2 separate regions of the Hordeum vulgare genome follow, and region 1 is linked to region 2. The links are chromatin contacts, called in public Hi-C maps. All regions are on one chromosome and are shown on one strand. Each heading gives the region's core, a stretch centred on a gene start, on an enhancer-like site or on the middle of the called end of the contact. The rest is flanking DNA. Distances are from core to core; before and after follow the strand shown.

The links. Hi-C and Micro-C count contacts between places; a contact is called where the count stands out from the background.
Region 1: a Hi-C map of seedling shows a contact between it and region 2, with 5 times the contacts expected there. The contact joins the promoter of LOC123424661 here to the promoter of LOC123424653 in region 2. A contact is called at or near these places in 1 of 6 Hi-C or Micro-C datasets (seedling) and 1 of 1 datasets of contacts at active chromatin or transcription factors (embryo).

The regions. Positions count from the first base shown.
Region 1 is chr1H:71,540,111-71,545,621 of MorexV3_pseudomolecules_assembly, reverse strand. It overlaps LOC123424661, which reads left to right and starts at 2,384. Exons shown (of 8, transcript XM_045108318.1): 1 at 2,384-2,587; 2 at 2,695-2,833; 3 at 3,519-3,706; 4 at 3,787-3,958. The coding sequence starts at 2,500.
Region 2 is chr1H:70,892,065-70,897,423 of MorexV3_pseudomolecules_assembly, reverse strand. LOC123424653 (general transcription and DNA repair factor IIH helicase subunit XPD) reads left to right here and starts at 4,069. Exons shown (of 11, transcript XM_045108305.1): 1 at 4,069-4,997; 2 at 5,121-5,203; 3 at 5,302-5,359. The coding sequence starts at 4,174.

The DNA of each region.
Region 1 (5,511 bases), core at 1,135-3,634, 650 kb before region 2:
AATTGTTGTGTACTGCAGACTCCTACACTAAGGAGCCCAACAATGCTATTTGGCATTAGCGCTACTTCTTGTCCTCGCTATTTCCGGGGACAAATTAATTTTATCGTGTACATGCATTGAAGTTGATGTTCCTTCTTCACCATTAGGAATCTCATGTCTAAGTGGAGGTGGTACACAAGTTTTTGCACTTGGAGATGGCAAGATGGGTTCCAAAACTATTCATCGTCTAGTTGTAATTTTTCCACAAAGTAATTTTGAATTTATTTCTACTTGGATGGTAACTTTGCTTCACATCCATTTACCGAATGAGCAACACACATACATTCAACCTTTGATGTGACTTGCTTTGCGTCAATCTTTTACACGTCTCATGTGAACATTCATCTTGTGTAGAAGTTTCATTTGCATTTTCATTATGTTGTCCATAGCTGAAGATGAATTTTGGTTAAGAATTTTGCTGCCTCTATTTGGAAGGTGGTCCTTGGACCCAAATGCAAAAGCGCTCGACGGAGAGGACTACACACTGATCACTTTTATAGGATAAGGATTTCTTTTCTCCACCATGATTGTAGCTTTGTGAAAATGTTTCTGTTCCTTGAGCATAGATCACTCATGATGTCGAGGACTCAACATATGGATTCTCACCACAATTTGCAACTATGTGTCCATTAATTCCACTTATTTGACACATTTGGATAGATTGGACTTAAGACACAGCTAAACTCCTATTGGATTAAATTTGAGCCATTTTGTCAATGGGTGCTCTGAGCTCTTACTCTGGCTTTCTATTTTCCATTATCATAACTAGCTAATTGTTCGTTCATTGCAACACGGACATGCCTATTCTAGTGGTTCAAGATCAATTGTGTCCGAGATATACCTCACACCAATCATATTCTAGTGGATCTTTTTGCGCATCAAGGTGTCGTTAATCTTGCACATTAATGATAGCTGACAATAGTATCAAGATAAAACCAAAGTTGTTTCAATAAATAATTACTCTTTTGCAGCTACTCAGCCTTACCCATGTAAAAAAGCAAATTGAACTTTCTTAGTTGGAACTTAGTAGACACACAATGACGTTCATTGGCAATCTATATCAAAGCATCATTATTTTTTATAAATTGGACATAATATTGACATTTGCCAAGGGTTTGAAATTTTAGAGTTCAAAAATAAGACAATTGACTTCAAATTTACTCAGAGTAGGAGAGAGTGTATGGGCTGGGCAACAACAACAAACACCAGATGATGAGAGGTCTCTGTGCTAAAATGCACTTTAATGTCAAATTATAATCCATGAGGATTCTAGCAAATAAATTTAATAAATACGAGCATGAAAAAGTGTATCTTTACCTTGCCACAAGAAAAAGAATCAAGGGAATTGGAATACTGAGTTGGATTTCCATGCCATCCATCACAAGAGCAGCAAGCAATCAAGGATCAAAGAGGGATAAATGATGGAGTGATGGTCGCCAATGTGCAATGGAGGCAATGCAAGAAGAAAGAAATGATAGGGGCCTCGAAGAGAGGGGATCTTCCACCGTTCAACCCATGCCAGCGCTCGTCTTTCAACCGCCACCATCGCTAGGTGAGAGAAATATAGTGGACCCTCAAGTTAATGCATCGAGGAGAGGGCAACACCTCAATGGGCGTATTCGGCCCTAGTCCACGCCTACGCGCACATATGGCCCTAGTCAATGGTCATTGTTAGACCTTGCTCACGTGCATCGGCGATGGGAGAAAGCGACATATGTGTAGCATTGTGTTGAGTGGATCCCATCGGCGAAGAAGGTTCACATAGGGTATTGCTTAACGATTGTCATTGATGATACATGCCTAGCAGATAGGGAAGCGACAAGGGAGTTGCGTGAAAGATAAGAAAAGTTTTAGGATTTTGATAAATCTTTAAAAAGAATGTGAGATGATAAATCTTAATTTGATTTGTGGACTAATGCAGGACGCGAGGATAGGTGAGGTACCCATATGCGTAACGTAACAAAAGATAAGCAAAGTTAGTTGGAATCCATAGCTTATTAGCATGAAACACAAATTCATGTTTACTGACAAATTTGCTTTTAAATATGATTTTATATTTCATCTATTTTAAATATAAGTTTTTTAAGAGATTTCACGAGGGAACTACATACGAAGCAAAACAAATGAATCTATATTTTAAATTATGTCTGTATATACTCTGTATGTTGTATTTTAATGGAATCTTTAAAAAGACTTATATTTAGTGACGGAGTATTACTTTAAATTCAGCATCATTTACATTCTGATGTTTGATGGTTTTTAAATCAAATATTTTTTTATACTCAAGTCGTAACAGGACAACTCTTTATGAAATTGACGTACCCCATCGTCAAAATATCACGATCGGAATACTTACGCGGTGACCGCTTTACTCTGTCCCCGCCATCTCCTCCTTATTCTCCTCTTCTCCACCCCCAAACCCGCCGAAACCCCAAATCGCGCGACCTCCGCCAGAAATCCATGGGTGGCGGCAGCGGTGACCTCAGCCCCACCAGCATCCCCGCCTCCCCTTCTTCGTCTTCATCGGAGCCCCTCCCACGAGGACGAGGTGATTCTCTCTGCTAGTAATCGATTGGTCCCAATTTCCATCTGGTAGTACGATCGGTTCTGTTCTTGACCGGTTTGCGCATGGACTGGTTAATTATGTGGCGACAGGGTTTGCCGATTATGTGCCGGTCTCTGACGGCGACTCCGAAGGGTGCTGCATCTGCGACGACCCCGAGGTGGCGGCCCTTCTCGATGGCAGCCAGTTTCAGCACCGGTCGCTGCGGGAGGCGAAAGACCTCATCAGGAGGTAGTAATAACCCTTCTAATTTGTTTATCTCTTGTGCTCTGCTCCTGTCTCCTGTGATATTTACATCTACACTCAAGGGTTTGTGGTTATTGAAAATAGGTCCCAGTCTGTGTGTTAAGATGCTACTATTTTGTTTGAAAATACCGAGTGCTACTGCTAGAACATGTAATTTGACGCGCCACACGCATGATTCTCTAAAAGGGATGCTGAAAAAGAGTGTCATGTCTCTGGTTTTGGAATGAGCCAATGTTCATGTGTATTTGCTTTACACATGATCATCACTGAAGTATGCGTTATGGGACAGCAACATTTCAGTCCCACTCCTGAGTTTGTTTAGACTAATTTTTCCTCTTAAAATCAGGGTACCATTTCGATCCTCAATTTATGGAATTACGTTTCACAAGCCCATAAGTTGGAATGGTTCATACCTGTCTTAAAAAACTAGTTTGGTGTTATTTCTGGTGTATTTCCAAATGCAATACAGCTTCGCTATGTATTATGTATCTACTCCAGTGAGTTCTTTGGTTTGAGTGACATGACGCGGTTATGTAGAAAAAAAGGAGAAATAATATATAATATATTTTTCATGACATGACGCGGAAGTAGCAAAGCTAGTCTAAAAATCTCATGGTAAAGAACATAGAGAGGTCAGCATGTCCGTTCAGTAATTTCAACCTATGAGCAGGTATAAGCCTGGATGCTGGATTGAAGGAGTTGGCGACACAAAAGGTGGGGACTATTCGGTGCCTGATACCACCACATTGTTGTTGGTGGGGCCTAGAGGTGCTGGGAAAAGTGCACTTGTGAACCGAATTACACGGGTCTTTGACAAAGATGACGATCCTTTTGCACCAGAGCGCGCACAAGTTTCCTGTAAGTCTTATCAATTTTGGGCGCAGTGTTTCGATATGTGTGATTGCAGTTCATTTTCCTACTGCTGTTTATATTGCTAGATAATTCCAAATCAAATGGTACAAGTTTTGTTCGGGAGTACAAAATCCCAAGAAATTCAAACGGTATATGTATTTGTGATACAAGGAGCTTGTCCAGAAATCCAGAAAAGGATTTCAAAATCCTGCAACGTTGGATGACGAAGGGAATTAGCCATGGGGAGATGGTGACGTGGTAAGAGGTGACCCTTAATCCAATTATATACTGTCTTGTTGGTGTTCTGTGCATTAGGATTTTCATTTAGGAGAAAATATACACTGTCTTGTAACTTTTTCGCAAAAAGAAGTGTAACACTTGTAATTGTGTGGATGAGTAATCTATGGCTTTTAATTCTTCACACCAAAAGATACATGATCAAGTAGATGTTTGTGTAAGTCAACAAATCTGTGTTTGTCAACATTTTTTCATTCGAAATTTCTATAGAATTTGACGTCAAAATATATTGTAGTATGTTAAGGGGAACACATGAAGAAGTGTTCCAAGTGTTCCCTGCATGTACTTGTTAGGAAAGCAACTTATGTTTATTGAAGGCCCAAGGGGCATATATATATTACACAAGACTTGAGGTGCAAGGAAAGTAAACATAGACTAATAAGGACTCCTAGACTAATACTAATAGACTAATGAGGACTCCTAGACTAATATTAATACTTCCTAACCCCCCCCCCCCCCCCCCCCCCCTCAAATGCAAAGCGTATGCAATAGCATTGCATTTGAAGAAGTGTAATACTAAAAAACAATGATAATCCAAATCCACGTCTTGAGAGTGTCGTCGTAGCATGAAGAGTCTTCAAAACTTGTCGAGTCGCCGAAGGAGAGAACGAAGAGATGGCACATCAGAGGTAGACACCGCATCACTTGAAGATACAAGATAAGTATCAAGAGAAGATGGGTTGTCTAAAGAAGATGGCACATCAAGAGAATAAAGCATTACGCAGAAAATCATAGTCCACGACAACCGTCGGTGAAAGAAGCTCGCGGATAAGGCACGATGGACGTAGATCGACAATGCAAAAGAAGTCCAGAAAATCCTATAGAAAACAACAAAGGCAAGTAGGGCACAAAAGTTGTATAGAAAGGATCAGGGCCGGAGAAAAGGCCGACGGACAAAGGTATGGTGGACTCGCATGGCATGATAACACGAAACATCAACGGATTTGGTGGACGCAGCGGAAAGCAAAGAAAACTAGAAAGCGCATAGTAAACTAGATGCAATGGCAGCGGAAGATGACAAAGAGGCCAAAACAACAGAGTAGTAGTAGCAGGAAGCAGCTAGCAACAGGTAGCGTACACCATGTTGTAGCAACTAGCAAGTAGTAGCTAGTACCAGCAGGCAGCATGGCGTGCATCTGAGCACGTATGAGGAGCAGGCAAGTGAGCAGGCAGGGAGCAGCCATCCACTTCGATCGGACCAGGAGAGGCGTCCTCCAGATTTGGGAGCAGCAACCTGAGCAGCGGGCATCCAAACGGAAGCAGCGGCAACACAACAAGCAGTTCACCAGATCATGATCTGGGAACCTCCAGCGAATCGGCTGCAGCCTGACAGGCGAACGAAGAAACATCAGCTTGCGTGATCTGGAGACCTTGACCTTCGGTGGCTCTGCCCGATCTGGACGAAAGATCGCCAGGCGGCCCAAACCAGATGGAGGCAAGGCGTACACCGACGGGATCCAGCAGACAGGAGCATTGATCCGGATGGGAGACCTGTTGTGTGGCACGACCGCACG
Region 2 (5,359 bases), core at 2,820-5,319:
TCGTACAAGAAGGGTATTAGTTGTCATAATGATATAGGATGACACGAATATCTTTAAGAATATCATATCTCAAGCAATATATAGAACAAGATGGGTATTCTATCATGACTATATAGGCCTACACAATCATGTTTTATCAAGAATATCATCACCTATGCAATTTTTATTTACTTTGATACAGTGTTTCTCACGATCATAACAATCTATCCGCCACAACGCATAATCCGGAATTATTAGTCTCTCTGTATAAACTAGACTTGCGTTGGTAATCCAGGAAGAAACAAAGGCAATTACAAATTTAAGTAGTAACAGTCAAGCCAAATTACGAAACTCTCATCATCTTCCTGTTATGGTGGATCGCAATTTCATCTGATGGTTCTTCGCATCGCAATTTCAATGGCTCTTTATTCCATATCTTTGTTGTCATAGGACATATTATTCCAACTGTCATAGCCTATTCTGGTCTACACCTTTTTACCTTGCAAATAAACTTTGTTGGCTTTCTTGGGAACTGCAAGGATAATTTTTATATTTCAATTGTTCTTGCTCATAACCTATTACTTATTGTTTCCTCAAATTAGGTTATAGCAAACTTATATTGTAATTTGTCTTCCATTATTTTCTATGTGCATACAATTTAATGTTTAAGTTTTGTCCTCCCCAACTACCTTCATGGAAATAAACCTCCCATGCCACGGCCCCGGCACCAACACCGGCAGCGCATAATACATGATGATGCTTCCTTCAGCAAAAACACCCCTCACTAGAGTACTTGTGGTGAACGGTCCATCCCATGTAAAAGCTACTTCCACCAGATTTTGTGAAGCTTCTAGAATTTTTTGACCATTTTTTTCTTTCTCCTTTTCTCTGACTCCTCTACTCAATTTTCACTCAGGTTTGGTCCCTTTTATTTTTTTTCTTATTTTTAGTATTCCTTACCAATTTCCTTCTTTTTCAAATTCATTTTTTTGATTTCATCAAATTTATGATTTTTTTAAAATTTTGAACTTTTACTGAATTTGGGAACATTTTTGGATTTTGCGTTCCAGATTTGTGAACATTTTTGCTCAAATCATTGAACTTTTATTCAAATCCCTGATGTTTAAAATTTTGATATCATTTTCATATCTATTTACATTTTAAAAATTTCCCAACGTTTCTAAAATTTGCAGACTTGTTTCCAAATTCTAGACCATTTTTTATCCATGAATTTTATTAAGTCGGTGAACACTTTAGAATCCATAACATTTTTCCTAATTCAGGCCATTTTTAAAATTTATCACATTTTTCCATATGTGAACATTGTTTTTCAAATTTAACATTTTTATAAATAAATCAGCATTCTTAAAAAAATGTGATTTTTATATATACATAAAAAGGTACCCATTTTTTCCTGAATGAGCGAGCAGACTACCAACAGAGAAATAAAGCTGTAAAAAACTACCAGGTGAGGAAGGATCGACCGACAGACTATTATTTGTGTTGAAGGCCACGAGCAAGCGTTGCGAGCACCATCTCTATTGGCGGTGCCAGAAGCGCCAGATATGCGTTGCTTAATGCGATCTGCAGTTTGCGCTCGCCTACAGCAAACGTGCGTGCGTGCATCACGTCTATTTTTACATTGTTAGAAGCGCCAGATAGGGGGATTTATGGGCAGGCCGAACAAACATGCGTGCATCAGCGCCTCACGTCTATTTTTACATTGTTACACATTTTAACATTATATAAACTTTTTCAAAACACAAGTCACATATATTCTTTCAAGGGTATGACACACTTGTTGAGGTTTTAAACTTTGTTCCCATTTTTAAAGTTTACACAAAGTGTTTGCTCTTTAGAAAAAATCTGATTTCAAAAAAAATGTTTCATAAAGTGTTTGCTTATTAGAAATTGATTGTTTGTCAAAAACTAATTGTTTTTTAAAGTATTCAGAATTTTTAAAAAGTTACCACTCTTTATAAAATGTTCGGACATTCTGAAATTGTTTACATTTTCAATATTTTTTCCCAAAAAATAAGTTCGAAGTTCGTTGCTTCAGTGTTTTTCAAAACACAAACAATTTAAGAATTTGCTAAAACATTATTTGTAAAATATTACACAATTTTGGAAAGTCCTTATCATTTTTCGTAGCATCTGAAAAACTGTTGGAATTCTGATGTTTTTTGACAAATATGATTTTTTTTGTATATAACAGATAGTTTTTAAAAAATGCGAATAGAATTTCAAATTCCAAACATATTTTAAAAAACAAAAAATAATTGAATTTGTGCCAAGAATAGAAAAAAGAACATTTTTTAAATTTCTGGATAATTTTAGAAATGCGCAAAAAAAATTCTAAACTTCACGAATTCCTGATGTTGTAAAGTGGATCAATCCAAATTCTCGTACGTGAGAGTAGCAGGTAATTCCGGTCGGTTATAGTATTCCCAGCGTGTCAAACAAGTCTATGGTCTAAAATAGACCGAGATTACAAGTTCAGAGTGTCAATTTCCGGATTCAAAGGTTAGGATTTGATTTAGCTTTTGTCTATAATTGAGTTTGTTTTGGACTTTTTCCTTTGCTTTGCATCAAGATTTGTCCGATATAGTCTTATTATTGTGTAGAAAAGTATTTGGTCCCTCTGACAACGCCTGGGCATATGCCTAGTAATATTAAATATGTATTTAAAAAATGTTAAACGCTTAAAAGATCCTGATGCATGCGAAAAATGTATGATGTGTATGAAAGATGTTGACATGTGTTGAAAGAAAGGAGAAAAAAACCAAGAAGTAAGAGAACAATGAAAGCAGGTGAAATTCGAAGAAAACAAAGAAAAAGAAAAAACAAAACTCAAAGAAAACTTATACACACTTGTAACATAAAGCAGAGAATTTTACGAAATCACTAGTCAACGAGTACACTTTCAACGATTATTCTCTCCTTCACACATTGCGACAAGTGACGCACTGCATAGCGTGCCACTTGTCGCAACCTGAGAGTTTTCCCTTTTTCCGTAGATCTGTATTTTCAAAACGTTTTATCTTCTAATAATCTGTGCGTCCAAATATGGAACCGTTTTCACCGTTGGCTTTCTCGCGTCGAGATCTTCAAAACTAGAATCTCATATTGATAGGTTTTGGCTATCTTTTTTTTTTCATGAAAAAAACCCGGAAAAAAAACGGACGATAAAACCATGCCTTTCGCGATGGATAAAAAAAAGAAATCACGTTTTTTCCCTTTCCGAAAGTCAGGGACGTGCCTCTCGTGAAGGCAAAACCGTGTCTCTCGCGAGAAAAAAAGAGAGCACAAAACACGTTTTTTTCCTTTCGAAAGTGGCACGGGCGTGCTTCTCGCGAAGGCAAAACCGTGCCTTTCACGGAAGCAAAACCATGCCTCTCGCAAAAAGAAAATAAAAATAAAAACATATTTTTTCCCTTTCCGAAAGGCACGGATGTGCCTCTCGCGAAGGCAAGACCGTGCCTTTCGCGAAAGTAAAATCGTGCCTCTTGCCAAAGAAACGCGTTTCCCCCTTTCCGAGAGGCACGGACGTGTCTCTCGCGAAGGCAAAACCATGTCTATCACAAAAAAAAAAGAAAAAACGCGCTTTTTCCTTTTCGAGAGGCCCCCTCGCGAAGGCAAAACCGTGCCTCTCGCAAAAAAAAACAGGAAATATGTTTTTTCACGTAAAAGAAGAAAAACGGTTTTTTCGCGAATGTTCTTCTAGTCCAAAAATTACAAAAGACCGATGAAAAACCGGAACAACAAAAAAAATCAGAAAAAAAAACACTCAAAAGAAGCAAAAAAGCATGCAAAACAATAAAAAAATAAAATCCAAAGAAAACACTCAGAACGTCACACGTGACGGTAACTGGGAACGTGCCAAGTGACGACGCGTGAAAGTGATCGTTGAAATGCTTGTGAGAAAGTGCTCGCTAAGTAGTTGATTCGGAGAGAGAGAGGGAGTTAGATGGACCTATGTCACGCAGCGGCGAGAAATAGGAGCTCTCGGATTATAGGCGGTTATCGGCCCAGTCCAGACGCGCCAGCAGGCCTTCTTAGGTCGAGGCATCCCCTCCTCCGCCTTGCGGAATTCCACCGAACACCTCCCGAGCTTTACTCCCGGCGGTGGCGGCGGCTCCGGCTCCGGCTCCGGCGACTCCCAGTCCCGCGGCTTCCATCCTCCTAGCCACCACGATGAAGTTCGATCTTGAAGGCCTGACGGTGCACTTCCCGTACGCGGCGATCTACCCGGAACAGCACGCGTACATGGGCGAGCTCAAGCGAGCCCTGGACGCGCGCGGCCACGCGCTGCTGGAGATGCCGACGGGCACCGGCAAGACGGCGGCGCTCATCTCCCTCATCACCTCTTACTCCCTCGCCAACCCCTCCCGCCCGCTCCGGCTCATCTACTGCACCCGCACCGTCCACGAGATGGAGAAGACCCTCGCCGAGCTCCGCCTCCTCTTCTCCCACCTCCCGCCCGAGGCCTCGCGCTCCCTCCTCGCGCTCGGACTCTCCTCCCGCAAGAACCTCTGCGTCCACCCCCAGGCCTCCGCCTCCGCCGCCCGCGATTCCGTCGACACAGCCTGCCGCCGCCTGACGGCGTCCTGGGTCCGCGACAAGGCGGCCTCCGACCCGGAGTCGACCCCTCTCTGCGAATTCTTCGAGTCATTCGACCGGGCCGCGGCCGCCGGCGACCTCTCTTCTTTCATGCCCCCTGGGGTCTACACTCTCGCCGACCTCCGTTCGCTCGGCCGTGAGCGTCGGATATGCCCCTACTTCCTCGCCAGGCAGATGGTCAAGTACGCCAATGTGGTGGTCTACAGCTACCAGTACCTGCTCGACCCAAAGGTGGCCAGCATTGTGTCCCGGGAGATGCAGAAGGAGTGCGTGGTCGTGTTTGATGAGGCGCACAACATCGATAACGTCTGCATTGAGGCGCTGAGCGTCAGCGTTCGCAAGCAGACACTGGATGGTGCCGAGCGAAACTTGAGGCGCATCTCGCAAGAGATTGATAGGTACTGAGCATCGAAGAAGTAAATACTTGCTCCTTTCAGGATTGTGGATGTTTCCTTTAGAATCATCAAAAGTTTACATGGATATGTAAAGGTTGCTCACTAACTAATTTATTTGGTAGGAAGGTTCAAGGCCACCGATGCCAATAGGCTTCGTGCTGAATACAATAGACTGGTGGATGGATTGGCACAGAGGGGAAATCTGCCAAGTGAGTATCTTTATTCCTCCTCACTATCTGATTTTTACATTGTTGATTATGTGGTCTTACCGGGGACAGTTTACAATAATGTGTTTCTTGTGATGCAGTATCTGATGCTTGGCTTGCGAATCCATCCTTGCCTGATGACATTCTGAAGGAGGCTGT